Linked DNA regions of Podarcis muralis: region 1 is linked to region 2. Evidence: chromatin contacts called from public Hi-C data. All regions are on one chromosome and are shown on one strand. The core of a region is the stretch at or near the end of the contact, and the rest is flanking DNA. Distances in the headings are between cores, read along the strand shown.

The links. A called contact is a pair of places that touch in the nucleus more often than the background predicts.
Region 1: a Hi-C map of tail shows a contact between it and region 2, with 4 times the contacts expected there. The contact joins the promoter of BRD10 here to the promoter of KDM4C in region 2. A contact is called at or near these places in 2 of 3 Hi-C or Micro-C datasets (blood and tail).

The regions. Positions count from the first base shown.
Region 1 is chr17:21,859,852-21,863,926 of rPodMur119.hap1.1, forward strand. BRD10 (bromodomain containing 10) reads left to right here and starts at 1,865. Exons shown (of 7, transcript XM_028711567.2): 1 at 1,865-2,979. The coding sequence starts at 2,396.
Region 2 is chr17:21,720,196-21,724,494 of rPodMur119.hap1.1, forward strand. KDM4C (lysine demethylase 4C) reads right to left here and starts at 2,601. Exons shown (of 24, transcript XM_077921529.1): 1 at 2,239-2,601.

The DNA of each region.
Region 1 (4,075 bases), core at 615-3,114, 140 kb after region 2:
TTTTTTACAGGCACCTTTAGTTTGTTATTCTGTCAGGCTTTAATTGTGCTGCTCTTGATTCTCACCCAAATTTAATAAGGGTTTTTTACGCCAAGCTTAGTTGTGAGCATATCTGAACATTCATAATGTAGTTGAAAACTGTGCCGTCCCCTTTTTTGGTGTTTACCATTCTCCACTTCCTTTGGGAGGAGGGGCAGGGTAGAAAATTTTAAAAATAAATATTGATTTGAGGTTTTACTGAAAGTGGGCAAGAATTCGGATAAACAAATAAAAGTTGTGGAGCAGTTAACATACAATATTATGTATTGTTACATGTAGCAAAGCTAGGGTGGAGTGTGTGCTGATACACTTATATGAAAGGAGTTTAAGTTTTATGATTCTTTGCAGCCTACTACCCAGGGCATTTCTTCAGCAGGAGCTCAATGGAACTCAGTTCCGGCACCTCTCAGGCGAGCAACACTGCCATTCTATGTGAACGAGGGAGGGATTCATAGGGAGTACCAGCACCTCCTTTTCTAGAAAAATAGCTGCTATTCAAACCTAGCAGTTCGAAAGCATGTCAAAGTGCAAGTAGATAAATAGGTACCGCTCCGGCGGGAAGGTAAACGACGTTTCCATGCGCTGCTCTGGTTTCGCCAGAAGCGGCTTAGTCATGCTGGCCACATGACCCGGAAAAACTGTCTGTGGACAAACATCGGCTCCCTCGGTCAGTAAAGCGAGATGAGCGCTGCAACCCCAGAGTCATTCATGACTGGACTTAACGGTTAGGGGTCCTTTACCTTTTTAAAGGTAAAGGGTAAAGGGACACCTGACCATTAGGTCCAGTCGTGACCAACTCTGGGGTTGCGGCACTCATCTTGCTTTATTGACCGAGGGAGCCGGTGTACAGCTTCTGGGTCATGTGGCCAGCATGACTAAGCTGCTTCTGGCGAACCAGAGCAGCACACGGAAACGCCGTTTACCTTCCTGTTGGAGCAGTACCTATTTATCTACTTGCACTTTAATGTGCTTTCGAACTGCTAGGTTGGCAGGAGCAGGGAGCAAGCAACGGGAGCACACCCCGTTGTGGGGATTCGAACCATCGACCTTCTGATCGGCAAGTCTTAGGTTCTGTGGTTTAACCCACACCTTTTTACCTCTAAATAAACATATTCAGCTAAACACTAAATCTGATATGGACTACACTGATACATCTTTCAGTTCCCGGCATAAATAACTCTTCCACTGCCACCACAATCCTAATAGCGTCTACTCTGAAGACATCCTACCGATATCAATGGGGTTTTCTGCCAAGAAAGTCTTGAAACATGAGTGAATAATCTAATACTGCGTGGCAAAGCTGCACAAAGCTGCGACCACCACCTACTGGACAAGGAGCTAATCGCGCTCCCAAAAACAACACACTTCTGCACATTCCTCAAAACCTTCCCGCAAACGCAACGTGAGTCTGCCCCCCATTTCTCCCCATCGCAAGACTGCAATGGATGCAAAAAAAACCGAAAATCCCAAGTCGACGGGCTTTGATGACAAATGCCGCTCCCTCCACCCAACCATTGAAGACGGCACACCTCCGAAATTGCAGAGAGACTATTGGAACTCAGCCCCCAAAACAACCAGCCGCATGCCACCCCTGACGAAGAGATCTTTGTTGCATTTTCCAACTGAATCTTAATACACGTATGACGAGCCCAGCAGCTTCTCCGTGAGCTCCCTTTAAATGACCCTGAGCGGACATGCGCAGTGCTACTCTACCGCCTGCCTACCTGCCCGCCCCCTCCCCTCCCTTCCCGTCGCTCCTTGATGACGAAAACCCCGCAGCTGGCGTCCAAAACAAAACGCGCAGCCTGGCTCCGCCACGCATGCGCAGTTTCCTCAAGAGGCCACTCTTTTTCCCTTTCCCCCACCCTTTCTGCCTCTTGTCTGTGGCGGGGGGGAGGGGACAGCTCAGGTCTGGCAGCCGCAGCAGCAGCAGCCCCCCCCCCTCCCCGCTCCCGCTTAACTGACAGCGCGACCGGCTTCGGCCGCGTCCCTCAGCGAACGCCGCGGGCGCTCGAGCGCCGTGAGGGGAACCAGCAGGCCTCGCCTCCGCCGGCTTCTAGCGGAAGGGGGCAGCCCGGCAGCAGGTCCCGCACGCCGGGCAAGAGGGGGGCGGTGTCGGCGGCGGCTTCCCCAGCCGTCTTCCTTCTTCTCCTCTCCGGGGTCCGAGGCCGGGGAGCGCGGCTGCTGCTGCCGCCACCTGCCGCCACAGGTGGACAGCCCTGTATATACCCCGCCGTGAGGGGCTTCATGCCGGGCACAGAGTAGCGGCGGCGGCCGGCCTAAGCGAGGAGAAGCGGGGAGCCCGTCGGATGCCCGTCGCCGGCAGCCTCGGCGTCAGGGCCGGCGGCATCGGGGCATGAACCTGGCGCAGCCCGAGGGCCAAGAGGAGGAGGAGGAGGAAGGCGGCGGCGAGGAGGAAGAAGAAGAGGAAGGCGGCATGGAGCCTCCGGAGGACGTAGCTGCAGCGGACCCGGCGCCGGTTGGGTGCCCGCTCCAAGAAGCGGCCGGAGGAGAAGGGGCCGGCGGCGGCTGGGAGCAGAGCCTGAGCCCGGAGCTGCAGCAGGCGCGCCGGATCCTGAGCGAGTTCCTGCTGGAAAAGCACCGGCCCCTGACAGCTCCTTTCCTGAGACCTTTCGGAGGAGGAAGCCAGCAGGAGGCTGAAGGGGGGCTGCAAAGTGGATCGGCCGGCTCCTCCTCCTCCTCTTCTTCTTCCCAGGATCCGTCCAGCCAAGATCCTCCACCGCCACTCTCTGGGATGTGGTTGCTGAAGATGGAAGAGAAGTTTTCCTCCGGCCAGTACAAAGGGATCGCGGATTTCGTGGCCGATTTCCGGCTGATGCTAGAGACGTGCTACCGGCTGCACGGGGTGGATCACTGGCTCTCCAAGCAGGCCCAGAAGTTGGAGATGATGCTGGAGCAGAAGCTGGCGCTGCTGTCTCGGTAAGGTGTGATGGTGATGGGCCGAGCTTCTTCCTGTCTGGGTTGTTGTCATCAGTTTCACTCCTTAGGAGCTCAGCCTTCTCCCTATTTTATCCTCACAACAACCCCGTGAGGTAGGCTAGTGTTGGGAGTACTTTAGCCACTGAGGGAGGGTTTGAACCCAGGTCTCTCAAGTCCTAGCCCAGCACTCTAACCTCTGACTGTATACCACACTGACTCTTAAGGAACACCGAAAAGGAAAGTGTAGAGTTGTCCTTCTTGTGAAATGTTATGTATTGCCACAATTCACGTAGAAATCTATTCTTTAATGTATTACCTATATTTCTGTGGCTACAGTCCTAAGGACGTTTAGTAGGAAGTAAGTACCATTGCACTCGGTGGGCTTCCTTACCCGTAAACATGTTTAAGATGGTGCTGCAAATCTTTGGCACAAACTCATTCAAGGTGATAATCTACTTGTAGTGCAGACTTGTGGATGAATGCTTAGTAGTAACTTCTATTGAATTCAGTGAGATTGCTCCAGGGCTAGTATGTATAGGATCATGCCTAACATGTGCACAGTTACCTGGAAGTAAGTTCCATTGGAATAAAGAGAAACTTCTTAGTAAACATGTATGTGTTTGGTTGTTAACATGTACTGAAAGCATTTGTTTTCATTTTTAGCAGCATGTTACCTTTTTTGTAGCATGTATACTTAGAGTAAATGACAATATTACTTCCAAATAGACAATATCTGTTAATTGTTTTAATTTCTAAAAAGGGAGGTTAAAGGGTTTAGGTTTCTTTAAACCCAATTCCCTGAGTCTGTATGTAGGGGACCTGTTGTCCTGAAATTGAAAACTGGATTTAGGGTCTGAATTTAACCATTAAAATGAAATCCTAGTCCTGATGAGGTAATGCCTTGGGTTTTGTGGATGTTAGCATTAGGCTGAAGACATAATGCACACTTATCTCAGAGTACGTCCCACTGAAAACAATGACACATGCTTCTGAGGAAACATGCTTAGGATGTAGTGAAAAATTGTTTATGTGGCTTTAAAAATATAGCAACAGACTATGAATGAATTGAAAATGTTCATCGGCTTAGGAATGTAGA
Region 2 (4,299 bases), core at 1,351-3,850:
GACCCACATAAAGCAAGCAAAGAAAGAGCATTTCACCACTCCCAGGGGCCCACCGGTGGATGGATTAGCAAAAGGAAAACACATTGCCTTCGTCCTTGTAAAAAGCAATACACCAAAACCCTCACCCTGCAGAAAGAGAGTGATGCTCAATTCACACCAGCTCAATTTTCATAAATAAGTAGAAACACTGTTTCTGACTGAGCTTGTACATTATCTGAAGGGTTGAACCTGGATTTTATCAGGGCTGACCCATGCCTGAGGCAGAAGATCCAAACAACACTCCCAAGCGCACTCATGAACATACTGCTGCACACCTTTCTCCATTTCATCAAGACTTGTAGAGTGAATTGTGCCCGAGGAACAGATTTGTCTCCCTCTCATTCTGCCACCCTTAATGGCACCAAAAATAAGCTACCTAAGGTGACTGCCTCAGCCTTCTTACTGATAAAACTGCATCTAGATTTCATTCTTGGCACCTGCCAGTCGCATGATAGCATGATACAATACACGGGAACTAGAATTGCAGAGGAAGAGAAAAATGTAGCAGTTTGCTCACAATTTTCTTTAAAATTTGAGTTTAGCATATTTTTTGGAAAATGCAAGCTCCAAAGAAACATATAAATATATATATCTATATTAACGGAAGTTTTTTTTAAACAAAAACTTTTGCTGGAGTTTTTTACTTTTGTCGGTCTTATATGCACTCCACTGTTTTGAGTGGGAGAGTTCTCAGACTATTAAATTGCAGTCCAGGAATGGGTGGAATAGGGGTGGAGCTACACAATTCTGCAGAAGCAAAGGACTGCATCTTGAGAACTGAGAATACACCTGGACAAGGGATTATTTGCATCAGTCAGGTGACAACGTGTATAAAGAGAGTTTGGAAATGTCCTAACAAACAAGTCTCGTGACACTTTTAAGTTTAATAGATTGTGGCATCAAATATTGTGGATTATAATGTACAAAACTTTGTACATTCACAAACTAAAAAGGCTCACTGAAAGTTCAATGGTTAGCCATTATGCGGTTTATGTTGATTATGCCATGACTGCTGTTTCAATAATATAGCAACAGACCACATTCTGGTTACACAACATGAGCTTCAGCTACTGTTGGGGGACATCACTAGATAACAATCAATTATCATACTCTGATACAGCTACACAGGAGATGCCTTGCTACTAGTTTAGCGTATGATAACTTTCAAGCAAGGAGTGGGGAACAAAAGGTGGGGGGTTTTTTAAGGTTTTTTACATTTCTCAGTTTCTGAGAATTACAGTACGAGATTTTACAACACCAAACATTTCAAAACCAATAAGGAACCCGCAAACATTTCGCATGAGAGACACATCTGGAAACTTCTTGCAAAGTCAAGTGTAACAACAGCTGTGGTCACCCAGTTCTGGCAGCTTACACATGACCCTTGGAGGAAGCCTATAGATGACTCAGTACTTTCATTATTCCAGGAATGCAATCTAAAAGTAAACACCGTGATATGTTTCTTTTTGTTGTTGTTGTTTTTCTTTTAAACTGAAACCCAGGGCGAAAGAGCCAGCTGCACCTCAAAAGGGTTGGCTTTCCTGTGTGTGGCGGCCATAGACTCTCAAGTCCCAAGGAAACGAAACCTGCTGTTTGCTGCTGTCCCTTCCTACCCAAGCGGGCATTTCCCAGCATTTTGTTCGGTGTTATTTTTATTCTTATTTTTCCTCCCCCATCCACAGGGACACCAAGCGCCTCAACCCTGCCAGAGCCAACTTTGGCCATGGAAGAAGGGCCCGTCGTCGCCCTCTTGGCCATAGAATCATAGAGTTGGAATAGACCACAAGGGCCATCGAGTCCAACCCCCTGCTCCAGGCAGTGGGGCCAGCCATTCGCCCCACTGCCTGGAGCAGCACCTTTCCCTCAGAGGCCCCCCCGGCCCACCCTCCTGCCAGGCCCCACGGCGACCTCCACCCAACCCCCAAATATTTCCCCCCCTCACAACACCGGCCCTCGGCGCTGCGCTGCCCACCTTTCCCTGCCCCTCAAGGCGCTCAGCTGCCACAGCAAAGCCTCCTTCCCTCAGGGCCTCCGGAGACACCTTCTTCCTCCCAGGGCCCCACCCCCGGCAGCCCATCCTCCGGAGACCCCCCCCCCCGCCCTCCGCCCCTCTCTCCACCTGTTACTCCCCTCACGAGACGCACGGCAAACCCCTCCCCGTCCCTCCTATCCACCACCACCCGCCATGCCCGGATATACCTTTTCCCTCCTCCGCCTCAGGCGCCGACGCCGCCTCGCCTCGCCTTGGTTCGCCGGGCACGAGGGGGTTAACAGCGCGGGAGAGGGAAGGGAGGGGGGTTGGAAGCGAGGAGCCCTCCTGCTGCTGCTGCTGCTGCTGCTGCTAAGACCTCACCGCACTTCCTCGGAAAGCTTCCGACCGCGGCGGCAACTCTTTGCGCGCGCGCGCGCTGGCTCGCGCTCGTCCCCCCCCCTCCCCTCCCCTCCCCTCCCCTTTTTCCTCGTTTTGGTGGGGACTTGTTGTTCTAATGTACGCGGAATGACAGCTACGGGCCGCGCACGCGCACCTCTGTCGGCGAAGGGCTTCCTCCTCCTCCCACACCTTCCCACCCACTTTTTTTTTCTTCTTCTGCTCTTTCTCGTCCGCCGCGAGCAAACGCTGTGGCGTCACGTGACGCCAGAACGCGGCGGCGGCGGGGTTTCCTGCCTCGGAGGCCACGTGACCGAAGGAGACTCGCGACTTGAGGAGGATGAGGCGGGGAATTAGGCGGGGGTGGGAGAGGGGTGGAGTGCGGAAGGGAAAGCCAGTGGTGGTGGACGTCGTGGGGTCGCCACGTGGGGTGGGTGTGTTTCCCCCACAACAAGAGTTGGCGGCTCTATGCTGGGCGCACGACGTCGTCGTCGTCGTTGTTGTTTCCCTCTCCCACCTCAGAGATCCCCCCCCCCGCGATGGTTTCCTCCTCCTCATTCCCCCCGCAGCCGCGAGAGGGTTAACAACGCGGCAGACCTTCAAGACTCCGAGGCAAGGGAGCGCGAGCTCCTGTTTGGCAGCAAGAGGCTGTGCGCATGCGTGCGGGATTCGTGAGGTGCCGCTGTAGCCGCCAGTTCGGTTTGGCTGAACCGGCGTGAGGCGCAGCGCGCGGCAGCTGAGGCGGCCGGTGGCGGGGAGAAGAAGGGGGCCCTCGCCCGGTTAGCTGGAGGTGAGAGGCCGGGCAGAGCTGATGGGGAGGCTATAGGGGAGGCAGGTAAGAAAGGAGCACGAAACTCACCTGGCCCAGTCGCTCTAGGCCGGCTTCCAACACACACACGATATATACGATACATAGACGATATCTTTATTGTCATTGTCCCATGCAGAACAATGAAACTGAAAAACTACATAAAACATTCAAAATATTATACACACATATTATATACAGGGTGAGTCATAATATAGTATACAGTTTCCATTCGCTATAAATGGAAACTCTATACTTCATTATGAATCACCTTGTATATAAACCACTCAATAAATAAATAATCCGCAAGGCAGAATTGGAGGTAAACCATATTCCCACGTGCTTTGAAGAAAGTTGAAACTGTTACTCCTGCCCTGTCAATATTGTCATTACTATGGGGACATAACATTCGCTGCTTTCCGCTCCAGGCATGCAACGGACCCTAAGCAGATCTGGTGACAGCTGCTTAAAATGTCTAATAGAAGGGACAGGGAGCCAGAGATTCCCTTAAAAGTGGCCACATTCTGTGCTGCCGCTATAAAACTAAGGAGACAAGCTCCGAATGACTCTAATGGCCAATGTCTTAACACACATATTTTGAATTAGCGGTTAAGGTTGTCAGTTGCATATTTTAATTGTTTCGTATCTGTGTTATTTACTCTGATAAAACTCTGATAAACTTATAGAGCTTATGATTTTAACCTATGTATATTTACATGTTCTCTATTGCTGTATATCTCCATATTTCTGGTCTGTGACTCAAATAAATAAATTCATTCATTCATTCAACACCAAACATTAAAAGCTTCCTGATACAGGTGTTTCCTAAAAGTTGTATAGCTATTTATCTCCTTGACATATGATGGGAGGGTGCCACCACAGAGAAGGCCCTCTGCCTGGTTCCCTGTAACTTCTGGCACTGGGAACTGCCAGAAGGCCTTCGGTGCTAAACAGCAGTGGGTGACCCTTAATTGCGATTAATCCGCCCTCCTTGGACAGCCTCCACACTTCTTAAACTGCCATACCAGGCTGTTCCTGAGGTACGTAAAACAGGGTTTTCTCCAGGAAGTTAGCAATACATTTT